2 separate regions of the Anser cygnoides genome follow, and region 2 is linked to region 1. Evidence: chromatin contacts called from public Hi-C data. All regions are on one chromosome and are shown on one strand. Each heading gives the region's core, a stretch centred on a gene start, on an enhancer-like site or on the middle of the called end of the contact. The rest is flanking DNA. Distances are from core to core; before and after follow the strand shown.

The links. Hi-C and Micro-C count contacts between places; a contact is called where the count stands out from the background.
Region 2: a contact with region 1 is called in a Hi-C map of liver, with 7 times the contacts expected there. The contact joins two enhancer-like sites. A contact is called at or near these places in 2 of 7 Hi-C or Micro-C datasets (both in liver).

The regions. Positions count from the first base shown.
Region 1 is chr11:1,031,802-1,038,995 of Taihu_goose_T2T_genome, forward strand. No RefSeq gene overlaps it. Among named protein-coding and RNA genes, the nearest start is that of UACA, 38 kb to the left of the region's middle. Within about 2 kb of position 3,895, at least 3 of the 3 cell types and tissues checked have open chromatin away from gene starts, as enhancers often do. A contact at or near this core is called in liver, where this site is marked.
Region 2 is chr11:1,312,222-1,319,415 of Taihu_goose_T2T_genome, forward strand. No RefSeq gene overlaps it. Among named protein-coding and RNA genes, the nearest start is that of KIF23, 54 kb to the right of the region's middle. Within about 2 kb of position 4,415, at least 2 of the 3 cell types and tissues checked have open chromatin away from gene starts, as enhancers often do. A contact at or near this core is called in liver, where this site is marked.

The sequences.
Region 1 (7,194 bases), core at 2,645-5,144:
GCCCTAACTACCAGTGGACCAACTTAAAAACAATTAGTGTAGATCAAGTAAATCTATAATGTGATCTGGTCATGAGGGACTTTGACACAAAACTCTTAGTTTTCAAGAAATTCTAGCACTTGATGATAGGAATACTTATGCTGTTGAGTTCAAAAAAAAAAGTCTAAAAATCACTGGTGAAAAATGGTGATCTTCTGACCATGCAGACATATTTCAGCTTGAAAGCTCCTCTGAAAGAAGTGATAAAGGATTGTTTTGAGAGAAGGGAGAAGTAAAATAGATCTTTTTTGTCAATGGTAAGGAATTCCCTAGGAAAAAAGTAGGAAGAGGAAAGTTAAGAAAAATATGCCAGTTGTGGGATAGCAGAATGAAAACCCTTTCAAATATGAAAATGGCTAGAGCTTCAGGAAAAGCTGCTGTGCCTGTATAGGAAGCCAAGGAATTAGAAGTATGGTAGGTGCTACAAGTGGGAACAACAGACAGGTTTTTAAAAGAAATGTGTTGAGAAATACCCAGTAAGTGCTATGGGCCTGACTTAAAATTGTGAAACTGGAGAATGTTCTAGCAGGGGAGCTGTTACAGGAATGTACAAGAAATGGCAGAATAGGTGGCGAGGTGTGATACTAAAGCGACCAGTTCATGGGCTAAAAGCAGCGAGAACATTGTTCTCTAGGCTTGAAAGCTACAGCGAGAAGGCAGCTGACTGTGGGTGGACTCCTGCGACTTATATCACATTCTGAAAAGCTTTAATTTTAGCTCAAGCATGAATTAAAAGGCAGCAGGCCTTTCCTGCTCTGACTGCTTCCATGCAGTCTCAGCTGAGATGAACCCGTGAAGATGCAGACTTCTGTTGGTAGTGCTTGGGTTGGGAGGTATCAGTAGACCTGTCAAGCAGTGTTTAAGGAGTTGGCATCCTACATCTCTTGGAGCAGGGCGCAGTGCTGGCTTGCCTGATGGGGAAAAGGCAACGTTGCTTCTAGCGTGGTAAAGCTGGGAAAACGTGGAAATTGTCAGCGAAGTCTCACAGCGTAACGTATGAAGAAATGCTGAACTCTTCCATCCCTTTCAGCAAAAGTAGTACTTCTGCTTTGTACCTCCTACATTTCAAATATGAAGTGAAAATTACTCCAGATTACTGCTTCTGCTCCAAGGAGGCTGCTGAAATGGTGTATGCGTGAGTACTTCCTAATGCTGCCATTTGACACATCGCAATCAGCTCCAGAAGTAATAAGCCTGAACAGTACCGGGCACTTGATCGAGGCACGAACTGGCAAGCTGAGTTGCTTGGAGGTGTTTGTGACTGGCTGTGGTGCCCGGGTAAGCACAGGGCTGCCCTCTGCCAGCAGCTCAGAGCACTTTGGCCAAGTCTGCAGCATCTCGCAGCAGTGTCTCAGCTTCTAATGAGAGACGTTTGAAGAGGTCATCCCACTTTGAAAGGGACTTGGGGGGAAAGTGCACTCATGAAGAGTGTTGCTTTCTGCTCTTGTATGCCCCTGGAGGGACCAGGTGTCTAGAACAGCAGTTGGTGGCTGCTGGATGAGCAGGAGACTTGGAGCTTTTTCAGTGGGTTGTGACAGGAAGAATTTGGCTGTGGAAGTGCAGACTTGAAGTGCAGCTGATAGATGCTCTTAAATGCTGATCTCACAGGAGCTAGGGGTTCCAGCAGTGGCTGCAGTAGGGCCTGGATTTTCAAGTGATGATGTATTTGTCGTCTTCTGCCTAGGAAAAAAAAAAAACAAAACTGACCTTGTCTTCATTTAGGCTTCTTGGGCTGTTAGTGGCTTGCTCTGATCTGAAGCTCAGAGTTGTCAAGTTTCTTAAAAAAAAAAATTAAAAAATAAATGACAAGTGTGTGTACATATCTCAGCTCTTAAGTCTGACACTCTCAAGCTGTTGGACTTTCTCTGGAGGTGCTGTGTTACCATCTACACATACAGGGAGTGGGCGTGATGCACTCAGAAAATATGGGACCTCTGGCACTCGCGCATATTTTTGTACGAGAAATCTGAGGCAGAAATGTGGCAACCCTTTTCAAGCAGCTTCCTCCAGCCTTGGGTAGTTAAAGCGTCTGGCATGTCCTACTGTTGCTAAAATGTAAAGAAAACCAGTGGGGCATTTAACTAATGCTCACTGCGATAAAGGGAGCTCTTTGGTAAAAAGCAAAACCCTGCAGGCGGTTAGGGTGCAGGAGGAGCAGGGCCCTAAAAGGGTAACAGTCCTCTTACGGTTTCAGGTTTGCTTGGGGAGAGCGAGGGAGGTACAAAAATGCATGAATCTGGGCAGCTGTGAAGAATCCTGGCAGGAGATTTTTTCTCTTTCCTTAATGAGGGTTCTTAATGAAGGTGTAAAATGAGCTGAGCGGGGAGGAGGGGACAATTCCTCTGCAGACTGGGGAGGGCTCTCAGACTTCCCTGGTCATTCCTCTGGGTATGTATGGGGAAAGGATGAGAGGGCTGCTGACAGAAGGAAGGATGGACAAAGGCTCACCCCTCTGAGAGGGACAAGGAATACTTTGCTGCACTTGGAGTCTTTAAGAGATTTATCCTGGGTGAGTGGATGCAGACTTGTTGCTTGGACCTACTGGACTTCCCTGCCTGTGTTTCTCCTGGTTTCTTGCAGCAGGACCGGAGTGCCTGCCTCTAAGAGGCAAGAGGTGGGTGACACAGGAGCCAGAGGCAGGGTCCTGGCAGGCAGTGCAGGAGCCGGCCCTTCCCAGGAGCTTCAGAAATGCCTCAAGGGCTGAGAGCTTTCTGTCTGCAGCAGAAGAGCTTTCACGTGCTTGTTCCTTTGCAAAACTAAAACCAAACGCTATGGGAGGCATTGGTAGCAAAGGACTGTTCTTTAGCTATGGCTGATCGAAGCTGTGCCATCCCAAGAAGAGGCTGTGTTGGCTCACCAGTGACGTGGAGGCGAGGTGCTCCGTGCCATGGCTTGCTCCTGATGGAGGGGAGCTGTGTGCTGCTCACGAGCCCCTGCACGGGGGATGTCACAGTGCATCAGACTGGAGAGCTAGGGGAGAGGACAAAGATGTGACATTGCATGGGAGCACTTAGCTGCATATTAATTTCTCAGCAAATGTTATGAGTGTTTAATCTGCTTATTCTCTTGAGCTGTTCTAGGGCAAAGAACTCTGCTGGTGATAAAGGAAGAGTGATTTACAGCTTTAAAATTATCGGTGCTTCAACAGATCACCAGCCTCAGATTGCATGCCTTTCTTGTTCTGCTTTATAGATGCTTCCTCTAAAGCTCAGTCAAGGCTGTGTGCAGGCATTTGGTGTTGTCCTTGCCAGAAAAGTGACCTTGGACAGCCAAAGTGAGGTTATTTAAACACCACCCCCCTAAACACCCGCCAGCACAGCCCCCGTGCCCCCAGTCCGTTCACTAAACTCCGGCTGATTTGCTTGTGGCATCCTATAGAGTGTATGATTTAAAAACTTCCCAGGTCACCTTTGCAGTATCTCAGATGCAATTGATGGGGAATCCAGGGACGCATTTTAAAGTAAATTACATGGAACAAATAAACCAATCTGCTTCTAAAGCACTTGTGCCTTTGAAAACACTGGCACTGCTGCTGTTTTTTTTTAAAGGGCATTTGTATTCATTCTAATTGAGTTGACCTTAAAAAAAAAAAAAAAAAAGATGTGGGTGGCGTTTTAGGAGATGTCTGTTCTTAATCTATGCCAGCCTGCTCAGACAGCCACAAGGGTAAGGACATAGAAGTAGCTCTCCTGCAAAATGCTGTCTGTTGTACCCCGGACTGTGAGCTCTGGCAGCAGCCGGCACCGCTGCCGCCGTCCGCAGGGCTCGTGGCCGTGTGCCTGGCCGGCAGCAAGCACGGCGCTGTCCCTTCACTGCTCCTTTCGGCAGTTAGCCCTTTGCTGGCCTGGCAGGAGGAGAAGCCTGCGAGTGTCGTTCTGCTCAGGGTGACTTGGTCTCCTGCTCTGCCTTCCCCTTATCAATCTAACCATCCTCTCAGGCTCCGTGCTGTGGGGCGGCGAGCTCCTCTGTTCGGCGAGCGTTATTGATGTTCTCTGGGGATTAGGCAGAGCTCACAGCAATCGCTTTGCACTGCGGGCCCCGTTCCAAGCGCTTTCAGCTGGGTTAGTGATCATTAACAACCTGTCTGTGTTCCATCAGATCACCTGGCAGTACAAATTTGTCTACCTCGAGCATGATCCTGTCATTGTATTTGTCAGACTGGCTAGAACTGGCAGTCCTGAGCTCGTGCTGGCTCTGTGGTTTTTGTGCCAGCTGTGGATAACAGATGGTACCTGCTCTGCCGTAACCTCTTTTCTGCAATCTGATAAAGCTGGGCTGAGGACAGAGGTTGCCTGATCTGGCACAGAGCCTGTCAGGACAAAGTTGACGTGCCTGCCAGCACCTCTGGAATGTGTTTGAACTGGCTCAGGGAGTTTATATTGGGTCAGCACTTCTGGGCTACACGCTTACAGCGTGTTTTCATCCTGCGTCAGACACCTCAGACCTGAAAAGCGATCCTCCAGGGGAGGGCAACAAAGCTGCTGAAAGGGCTGGAGGGCACGTCCTGTGAGGAGAGGCGGAGGACGGCCCTGCTGCCTCGTCTGGAGAAGGGGAGGCCGAGAGGCGCCGCGCTGCTCTCTGCAGCCTCCCGAGGAGGGAAATGGAGAGGGGGTGCCGGCCTCTGCTCCCTGGTGACCCATGTCAGAGCTGCACCGACTGGATGTCAGGAAAAAATCTCCTCACCATGGGGGTGGTCAAACACTGGAACAGGCTTCCTGGAGAGGTGGTTGATGCCCCGTGCCTGCCAGTGCTCAAGAGGCGTTTGGACTAGGCCCTCAGTAACACACCTGATCTGTGGTTAGCCCGAAGTGGTCAGGCAGTTGGACTAGATGATCGTTGAAGGCCTCTTCCAACTGAACTATTTATTTCTCTTAAATAGTGTTAAAAGAGGGTCTCCAGTGAGGGTCCCCATCAGTGTCTGTTTTGTTGCAAGCTGGTTTTATTCCTCTTCTCTTGAAAGAAGAGGATCTCATCCCTCAAGGCTGAGTGAGATTTGGAGGTGATGTTTCCCGTTACGTGCATTTGGTGTGCTGTGCTATTCCACGATGCTGCTCACGGAAAAAGTGCTGCTGAGTCGAGTATTTTCTGGAGGATGTGACAAAAGCCTACTTAGACACATGGTTATTCAGATGAGCCTTTCTTATGGTAACAAAACCTAGCCTCTCAGCCTTCTTCCTGGGGCCAGGAGGAGGCTGGGGAGCGAGGGAGAAGGCTCTGGTTTTCTAGGCAAGTCAAGGAACCAGGAAGGGCTCTAGATCTTGGCTAGCAAACCTTCTGCTCTTTCAGCCAGTGACCCCTGGGCTGCTGTGGGAGAGGTAAGGCATCTTGCCTGCCATGCCAAGGTTCTTACTGCATTTGTCTCTGAAAGATGCGTACTTCCCCTGTTAGTTTCAAATGCATTTAATTGAAATGTGCTTACAGAGCTTCTGCCTGTAGGCTCTGGCAGAGATGTTCTGCCCTGTGGCTCTGAGTTTTTTTTGTGCCAGCTGACTTCCTAATTGACAGCATACACTCTGCACTAACACAGCAAGCCGTAAACTGTAGCAAGCATCACAGGGAGGGAAGGTTGGCAAGAGGTTTCTGACTGTACCTTGATACAGGAGCACATTCCTGGGTAAGTGTTATCAGGTGTATTCCTGTCTTGGTCTGGGGATGCTCTGGTGTTTCTGTTGAAATAGAGATGCCTGTGAGAGGTACAAATGCTGCAGATGGGTTTTCCTTGGGCTACAGAAGGTGTGTGCTCTATGCCAGCTGGCTTGCCTCATCAGGACAGAATATATTTGTGACTCTCATAGCTGTCCCGTAGTCCTGGGAATGTGCCCTAGGGGGATAGGTGAGGGAGAAATGAACACCACAGAGGGTCTGGAGCTGGACAGCAAGACCCAGGGCTTTAATTATTAGGTGGGCTGATGCTTGATGTATTAATGGGCATGAATGTGGAATCCCCTGGGGGAACTGATGGGTTTTGAATTGCATAGCACTCTGCCTAGTATCGTTCCCCATGTAAACCAGGATTTGGCCCAGCTGCAGCTTGTCTGCAGGACTGTGACTTATTCATGCTCCTGGAACAGTTTAATGTCTGAAACATTCACAGATAACAAGGTGGGAGATGTCCTGACTTAGCAGTGTCCAGGATGAATGAATTAATGCTGTTGGGCAGAAGCATTTACATAGGAAGAAAAATGCCTGCTGTATGGCATGTTCTGTACAGCTGCCCAAAAGGTATTGTGGAGAGGTGTTTCTTCTCTGAGCGTTTGTGCGGGCACTTCTTTCAAACCTTCCGATGTTTGCTGTGGAAATGTTGTGTGGCATGAGGAGAGGTGGAGGGTAAGTGGGAGATGTGTGCTTTCAAAAGAAATACGTAGTCCTAAAACTTCTGTTAAAATGAGAATTTCCATAAATAATTTCAGGAGAAAAAGACTCTTGAATATCATGCTTAGTGGAAAACATTGCAAATAATTCTGATTTAAAGGTAGCTCGTCTTTTCCTGATACGATTGGATTCCATGGAAAAAGGGGGGGTAGTTGTGCACCGACTTAGCAGAAGCAGAGCTGCCCAGGCCTACGAGAAACCCAGTGCTTTGGGATTACTCATGGCTTTTAACGTTTGGCACGTACTTGACAGCTGAATTGTACACGCTCTGACACGCTCCCCGGGACTGGGATTTGGCCTCCCGCAGTCCCTCCATGCAGCTGGGAGGAGCTCGAGGCTGCAGGCCCGAGCTCTGTTTGTTCCCTGAACTCCTTAAGGCTCTGGTGGAGCCTCCCCGGCCTGCTCCACGCGCTGCTTCACCCAAACGCCTCACATGGGCCCTTCCCCTGCGTGGGGAGGCCTGTGGGCGGCCGCCTGCGCGAGCTGTTCCTAGCAGGCCTGCCGGTGCAGGTCGCTTTGGCTGGCTCCTGGTGGGGCTGGATTTGGGCAGCGTGGTGACCTCCGTGGCAGCAGGAGGTCGGGTGCCTTCCTCGGCCTCTCTGGTGGAGGTTGTTCCACCCAGCCCTGCTGCTTGCACGTCCCTGGTGCTCATTGCTTCTGCCCTGGTTCACGGCCGGCTTTGTGACTGTTTGGTCTCCCACCGACACTGTCCCTCGACACAGACACCTTCCCTTGTTGATGTTTACTGCCAGTATACCCCTGTGCCCTCCAGTATACTGTCTG
Region 2 (7,194 bases), core at 3,165-5,664, 280 kb after region 1:
TGGAACACAGCCCAAGGCGATGGGGGCAGATGTCCCCAGCCGGATGGGGCAGGAGCTGAGGGTGCGAGCCACCAACAAGCCAAGTGGCCCCGCTGTCAGGAGCAGTGGCCACGGGGATGGGGCTGCTCTGCGGAGGAGCCCCCCGGCGGAGGCAGGCCACGAGGCTCGTGCTGTGCAGCAGCTCTCCAGCTCCCTGCCCCAGGAGCACCGATGCTCTAAGCGGTGCCAGCGAAGAGATGCTTGTTATCACACGTGGCACTTACTCTCCAAGCACTTTAAAGCTTCAGGGCCGTCTCCTCTGCCAGCGGAGCAGCGCTGCTGTCAGCTCTCTCTCCCAGTTCGCTCCGATGATATCACGGACACACGCAGCTGCACCACTTGTGGATCAGCTCGGCGTGCACATGGGGGCACAGGGCGATGGCTTGCAGGTCTGGGGTCTGGAGGGAATTGGAGGGGATTTCAGCCCTGGAGGGGATTTCAGCCAGGGCCCCGTGTGGCGATGCCTCGAGGGCACCCAACACAGCAGCTCTGCAACAGCCTCACACCCAGGCTGAGTCCGCTTCTGGCACTTGTTCTCCCCTTACCAAACACCCAACATTTACCCTCAGCCCCATTCCCATCCTTTGGCCCCGCAGCATTCTGACTTTCCTCCAGTCCCTCCTCGCCTTCCTCCCTGCCACCCCCTGCAGGACCCCTGTGCGTGACCCCACAATGCGCGCACTCATCCCTCCCTGGGTGTTTTCTGTCCTTCTGACGCCCGTCAGCTGGCTTGCAGGCACCAGGGCCTGTCCTGCACCTTGTCCTGCACCCGCACAGCACCCGCAGCTTGGTGGGGGCTGCTGGGGGGGACCAACAGACCGTCCCTGGAGCCGGGAAGGGCACACAGCCCCGGCTCCTCTTAGATGCACTACCCAAAATATTTCGTGCTGACTTTATTTCTCAGCGAACTGCTTTGGATTCAGGGTGGGGAAGAGCTCTGGAGCAATAAAACCTCTCAAGGGCTGGAAAAAAAAAAAAAAAGGCCCATTTGGTGGGAGCTGTCACATCTATAAACAATATTCCCAAATTGTGCGCTTTTGAAGATTTTTGAAGAATTAAAGCAGAAAAAAAAAGTCACTTCAATGAATAATTCAGACTTTTTTCCCGTCATCTCTGGACCTTTCCGAGCTATAATTTCAAAGATAAAAGAACAAACGAGCTCGTTTCATAGCCTGGCGTTTGCACTACCGTCCTCCCGAGCCGCTCCCAGCCCCGCAGCTGGCGGCAGCAGCAGCAGGAGCTCGGTTCCAGCACATGAACCGGCTCGCCGGGCACGGCAGGGAGCAGCGGGCAGGGCGAGACCTCGGCCCAGCCTTCTCCATCCAGGAGTTTTGCAACCGACTTCAATGGGGCCGGGGTTTCGCCACGGCAGGCGGCCAGGCAGCGGCTGGCGTTTGTCTCCAGAGCTTCAGCTGCAGGAGCTCGTCACCGGCCGCTCGCTTGTGCAACGCCCCGAAAGGGCACGTTTGTGCAACGCTGCTGCCCCTCGCCTGCTGAGAGCCACCTGGGTGCATGGTCCAAGCAAAGCTGCCCTGTCCTGTGTGCCCGGTGGGGATGCTCAAGGGGATGCAGCTCCGCAGGCGAGCCGAATCACGCTCGCCTCTCGTCCCGTCGCACAAATCACACCCAGCCAAAACGTTTCCAAATCTCTGGGGAACAAACCAACGCGTGGCTTTCTTTCCCAAGGCCTTTCCCCCCCCGCTGCTGTTGTCACAGCGAGGAAACCTGCTTTGTTCTCACAGGTGCCGAGCCCGGCCGCCTCCCAGCTTCCGCGTGCTGCGCTTTCTCATGATCAGGGAACGCCAAGCAGCTTCCAGCCCGGAGCACCCAGGTTAATTACTCAGTAATAGCAGCAAAACACCCTTAGCATTCTTCCGGAAACACACTCCAGCCAGCACGGCATGTGATGCAACGCTCTGATTCATCTCAGTGTCTAGGAAAATATCAGAGCAATAAGCTGATAAGGAAGAACAGGCCCAACGCAGCTCATTTTCAACCTGTAATTAGAACAGTCTGGGTAGGAATTATGACAAAGTTCCCACTGCTGTGCCTCAGGGCAGGCGTCCCATCCCGTTCCTCTGCAGGTGACAGCGCCAGGACCCGAGGGAATGGCCTGGAGCTGGGACAGGGGAGGGTCAGGCTGGTGTCAGGGAAAGGTTCTGCACCCAGAGGTGGTCGGGCGCTGGGACAGGCTCCCCAGGGACGTGGGCACGGCACTGAGCTGCTGGAGCTCAAGGAGCCTTTGGGCAATGCTCTCAGACACACGGTCTGATTTTTGGGTGGTCTTGTGCGGAGCCAGGAGTTGGACTCGGTGATCCTGGTGGGTCCCTTCCAGCTCGGGATGCTCTGTGCTTCTGTGATTCTTCCAGACCCACCTGCGGGAGCCTGTGGGCTGCGCTCCAGGGCACTGTGCCCACGCAGGAGCGGCTGGATGGCACCGTGCTGGCATGCCGGGGCTGTCAGTGCCACTTTTGGGGTCCCAGGGTCGCAGGAGATGCCACCCTGCAGCCTCTGCACTGAGCTCCCAGGCAGGCCATGGTGTCAGATCTCATCCTGATGGTTCTGCCTTGGCCTCCCAGATGTCCCCAGCAGCACAGCGGTGGCTGTGTGTGACCTCCTGCTCCTCCTGGGACCCCAAAACCCCTTATGCTTGGCTTTCCAAGCGGCTGAAGCCAGGTGCTAACAGCCCCCAGGCCCCTACAGCAGCAGTACCAGCAGTGCTGGAGCCAGCCCAGGTATCCCCATGGAGCCAAACCCCCTCGATGGCATCCGCACGCCAGCTCAGGGTGGGCTCTGCCGCCGTCAAACCAATCCCCACCTCTCACCCTCTCCGCTCGGGCTGAATGTCAGAGCCCCAGGCTGTGCCGTTCCACGCAGACACTTCCACCTGGCATTTGGCAAGGGAAGAGAGAGTTCATTTCAGGTCCCACAGCCCCAAATCATGCCACTCTCCGAGCGCTCGCCGTGTTAATCAGCACCGAGGGCTGCCCGCGCGGGCGGCGGCACGCTGCCACTGCCATCTGCTGCCGCGCGCCGCGCTCGCAGCCGCCACTGCTCCGGGCCTTGGGGTCCCCAAAAACCTCAGCGGCTTTGAGTCCCTATCAGTGCACTTTGCCCACGCACGCCGCACGCACGTGTCTGCAGTGCTCTGAAAGGTTCTGTGCCGGGGGTTTTACTCCCTGAATAACCTGCAGACTTCCCTTTCGCTTACGCCTGCTTAGCAAGCCCGCGCGAAGAGGCTGCTGTGACCCGCAGCTCTCCCGAATTACCATCAGGACAAGCAGACATCACCCTAAATGCCACCAGAAGGGCTGCTCTGAAGGCAAGGAAGCTCCAACTTGAACCTAGGCGATTTTTCCCGGCGAGGAAGGGTCAGGCTCAGCCACGTGAATGCGCCGAGGCCATTCCAACGCAGCGCCCAGGGCTGGTGGTGCAAGAGCGGTGACTCAGGACGCGGCGTCTGCACCCTCTCACCCCTGCTGGCGGGCACTGCGTGGGCTGAGCTGCCACGGGACGCCGGGCACGAGTGCTGACAGCCGCCCACCAAGCAAAACTGGGGCAGAGGAGCAGCACTGCTCAACCCGAGTGGCCAGCCGAGGCCGCCAGCGCCGGCTCGTGCTCATTTACTGCTCATCCCCCAGCATCGTCCCCAGCATCTGCAGCGTAATCTCCTTTGCACGCCGGGCAGCGAGCCTGCTTTCTGCTTCACTTGTTTTCCCCTGCAGAAAGCGTTCTCTAACCACCATTATCTAATATTTAGCAGCGCGCTGTAATAAACAAAGTGTTAGAGATGAGACTACACGTCGCACTTATTGTTAGGCTGTGCATTCGAAATGAAAAGGCTGTTAGCTGGGTGAAATATTGTTCTGTGCAGCTTTTAGGTATTTTCTGCTCTCGATCAGAGCCCAATTAGATTCCTTTCCGAGGGAAAACGACTCTTTGAGGCACGGGAGCCGAGCACCTTAGCTGCAAAAAAAAAGAAGCTTTTAGAATAATTGTCACTTAGCACAAAGATATATTTGGTTACCAAAAAGGAAAACTGTGCAGATCATTATCTGTCCCACTTATCCTCCTTCCACAACACGATGAATTAAAGATGATCTGCGCCGCCACAAGCCACCACCCAGGCAGACACCCTGGTCCGAGCCGCGGTGCCCCCCTGGGGGCCGGAGTGAGGCGCTCCGAGGGTGCTGGGTGCCCCTGCAGGATGGGACCCGGCGCTCGGTCCCAGCACGCCTCTTGGGTGCTGATTCTGGCCCTGCTCTGCTTTCTTTCAGATGCAGATTAAAAGCATGTCCCGGTTTTATGGAAGAGACTTGAGCCAATTTCCAGCCGCCTACCCCAGCCTGGCAGCCACTCCAGAAAAACATTTGGCCTCTATTGTTCCTCTTTGTTTTAATCTGGAATCCAGATTTGCCTGGAGTCCTCTGAGTACTTTTTCCTTTTTTTTTTTTTTTTGTTTGTTTTCGAGTCAGGTGTTTTCCATTCACTGATAACATCACCGTGTTTGTTCCAAGATCACCTGCATAAACATGATCTCAGCGCAAGGGGCAAGGTTCAAGAGTTGAAATCTGCACCATTGTGTGCCTGTGTGTGAGCGTGCCTATGTCAGCCAAACCTGTATTTTGTCCCTTCTAATTATACCTCACCATATTAACAGATAATAGCTGTACATTTAAGCAAATTATCTCAAATAAAAAGAGGACAATAATTACACTGTTTGTTTTTGCTCCTTTCATTGCTGGAATTATTCTTTGTTTGCCTAGAGTTAAATATTAGTGAGAACCTTTCTGCACTAATGTCTGCTCAGTTGCCTTTTACTGTTTTAAACCAGCAAGAGTCAGTAAAAGTTTGGGCAAATATTAGATTTGGCAGAGTTTGCTGTTTGTATCAGGAAACCGATTGGTGTTATTGATTGACAGATGTGACCAAATGTTTAGAAAGTCTGTCCTCTATTGGATTCTGCTAGGTGTTTCAGCAAACAGTCCTAATACAAGGCAAACAGAGTTATTGGAAGAAGTACCAGCCTGTGTTAGCACAGCAAACTGAGGGCTATGCAAACAGCTTAAAAGAATCTGGCCACCTTCATATAACCTTTGATGTAGGTATTGATCCTTCTGAAGGTGGCAAAAAGTTTGAACAGGGAGCAGATTGAGTGGGATCAGATATATATAAACACCGTAAGAATGTAAATGTTATCTTTAAGCTACACTGTCGCTTTGGTAATGGATGTCTGTTTGGAATTTATCTTCTTCCAAATCTCTAAATCCATGCAGCAATAAAAATTAATAATAACTTTTAGATAGACTGCCTCCTAAGTCTCTCTCTCCTCCCCTGATAAGCACAGCATCAGGCATCTTTAATTCTTCTAAGCCGAGGACAGGGGCTTGCGGCGAGCAGGAGCCGCGGCCTCGAGGGCTGCTGGCGGGTGGCCAGGCTGCTGGGGCGGCACGTGGCCGCGCCGGTGGAGCTGCACGGGGGTGCACAAATGGGGAGCACTGGGGTGTGCCAGCACGGGGATGTACAAACAGGGAGCACTGGGGTGTGCCAGCAGGGCAGCGCTTGGGTGCTAATGGGGTGGTACAAGCCCAGTTTGGCGGTGCTCTTCGGGGCAGGATGAGGCCATGCCTTCTCGCGGGGCTCCTGCACGCTCTGCAGAGGAAACTGCCTTGCAAAAGGCGTTCGGAGGCAGCCCTGTCTCAAGGCAAAGTGCCGACGTGGTGGCACCCCACCAGCACCACCGAGCCCCAGCAGCCAGCTCGCTGCCAGACGCAGGAGGCACCTCGCAGCAAGGGCACACATCCGAGCAGCGCAGCCTTGTGCAGGAACCCACAGCTTCCTCCCGCCTCCCCGTTTTTGCACCCTAGTCCCTGCACCACGCACCCACGGGCGGGCAGCCGGGCGCGGTGGCCACGCAGCGCCCCGTGCCGCGCTCTGCAGCGGGGGGGTGGGTGCAGGAGGTGCGCACTCAATTCGCATCTGCAATTACCCTGGTGTGGTATGTGGAGCGGCTCTGCATGCACAAGTGACCATTCATGCATCCCCATGCCATCTGCGGTGACAATTACCACAAGCACACATGTAATCAAGGTAATTACGCACACAAATTGGGCGTGTGATTGCATGGGCATTTCTATGATTTTTTTTGTTAAGTTAGGCCTCTAAAAACTAAAATAGATTCCGAGTTATGTTTTAAATTATCTGCCCATCTGGCTATTCTTGCAAATAATGACTGTTTATAGTGATATATATTAAACAGACACTGTTGATAGGTGGGTTAATCATTGCAAGAGAAGAAAAGGGATTGTTTTATGCCTGTGTGTTGACCCACGATACCTAGTAACTAATGACGTGTTTGACTACAACCAGGTAACAACCAGCTTTCGCTTCAGAAGTACCTCCTAATAAAAATTACACTGTACACATTATAAGAAGGTATCTGATGAATCATTACTGCAGTGCAGTGATGGACTTAAATAAAGCCCCGATTAATTATTAAACCCGAGTAGCGCACGTTCGCAGTCGCACAAAACCCGTGAAGAGCAGGCGGGGACGGCGGTGTGCCAAGCCCTCGTGTTTTGGGGGGGTTTCCACACCCGCGGCTGTGCCCACCCGTGCCATGCACACACCTCCAGCCCTGCTGTGGGTCGCATCCTGCTCCCTCAAATCACCGGGGCACTTCTGTGGGGCTCCAGGGACAAAATGGGACCGGCACGAGTGAGATTTGTGTCCCTGCTGGGCTGTGGGCAGCCCGTCCTTGCCACCTGAAAATGTCACCCCCAGCACGGAACAATTAACAGGCACCTAGTGGGGGCACGAGGAGTCCCTACCCCCTTTCCCCCCAGCATCAAAATGTCCCCTTCTCGCTTAGGAATTGCCTGCTCTTTGCTGGCCAAGCAGAAGTACACAGTGCAATCAAAAAAGCCATTAGCACTGCCATCTCTTAAGAAAAATTAGCATTATTCTTTAATGCCTGGCGCTACTTAGGTAGGGCTCCGCGAGGCTCTCGATGGCTCCAGTCGCAGCCGCTTGTGCAACCGACCATAAAACAAACTGGTGCTGGAAGGGAGCTGATAACGCATCTCCCCCCCGGCCTCCTGCAGCAGCAGGGGCTAGGAACAAGCCGACCTGCTTACTGCGAGCCCCACCGAGGTG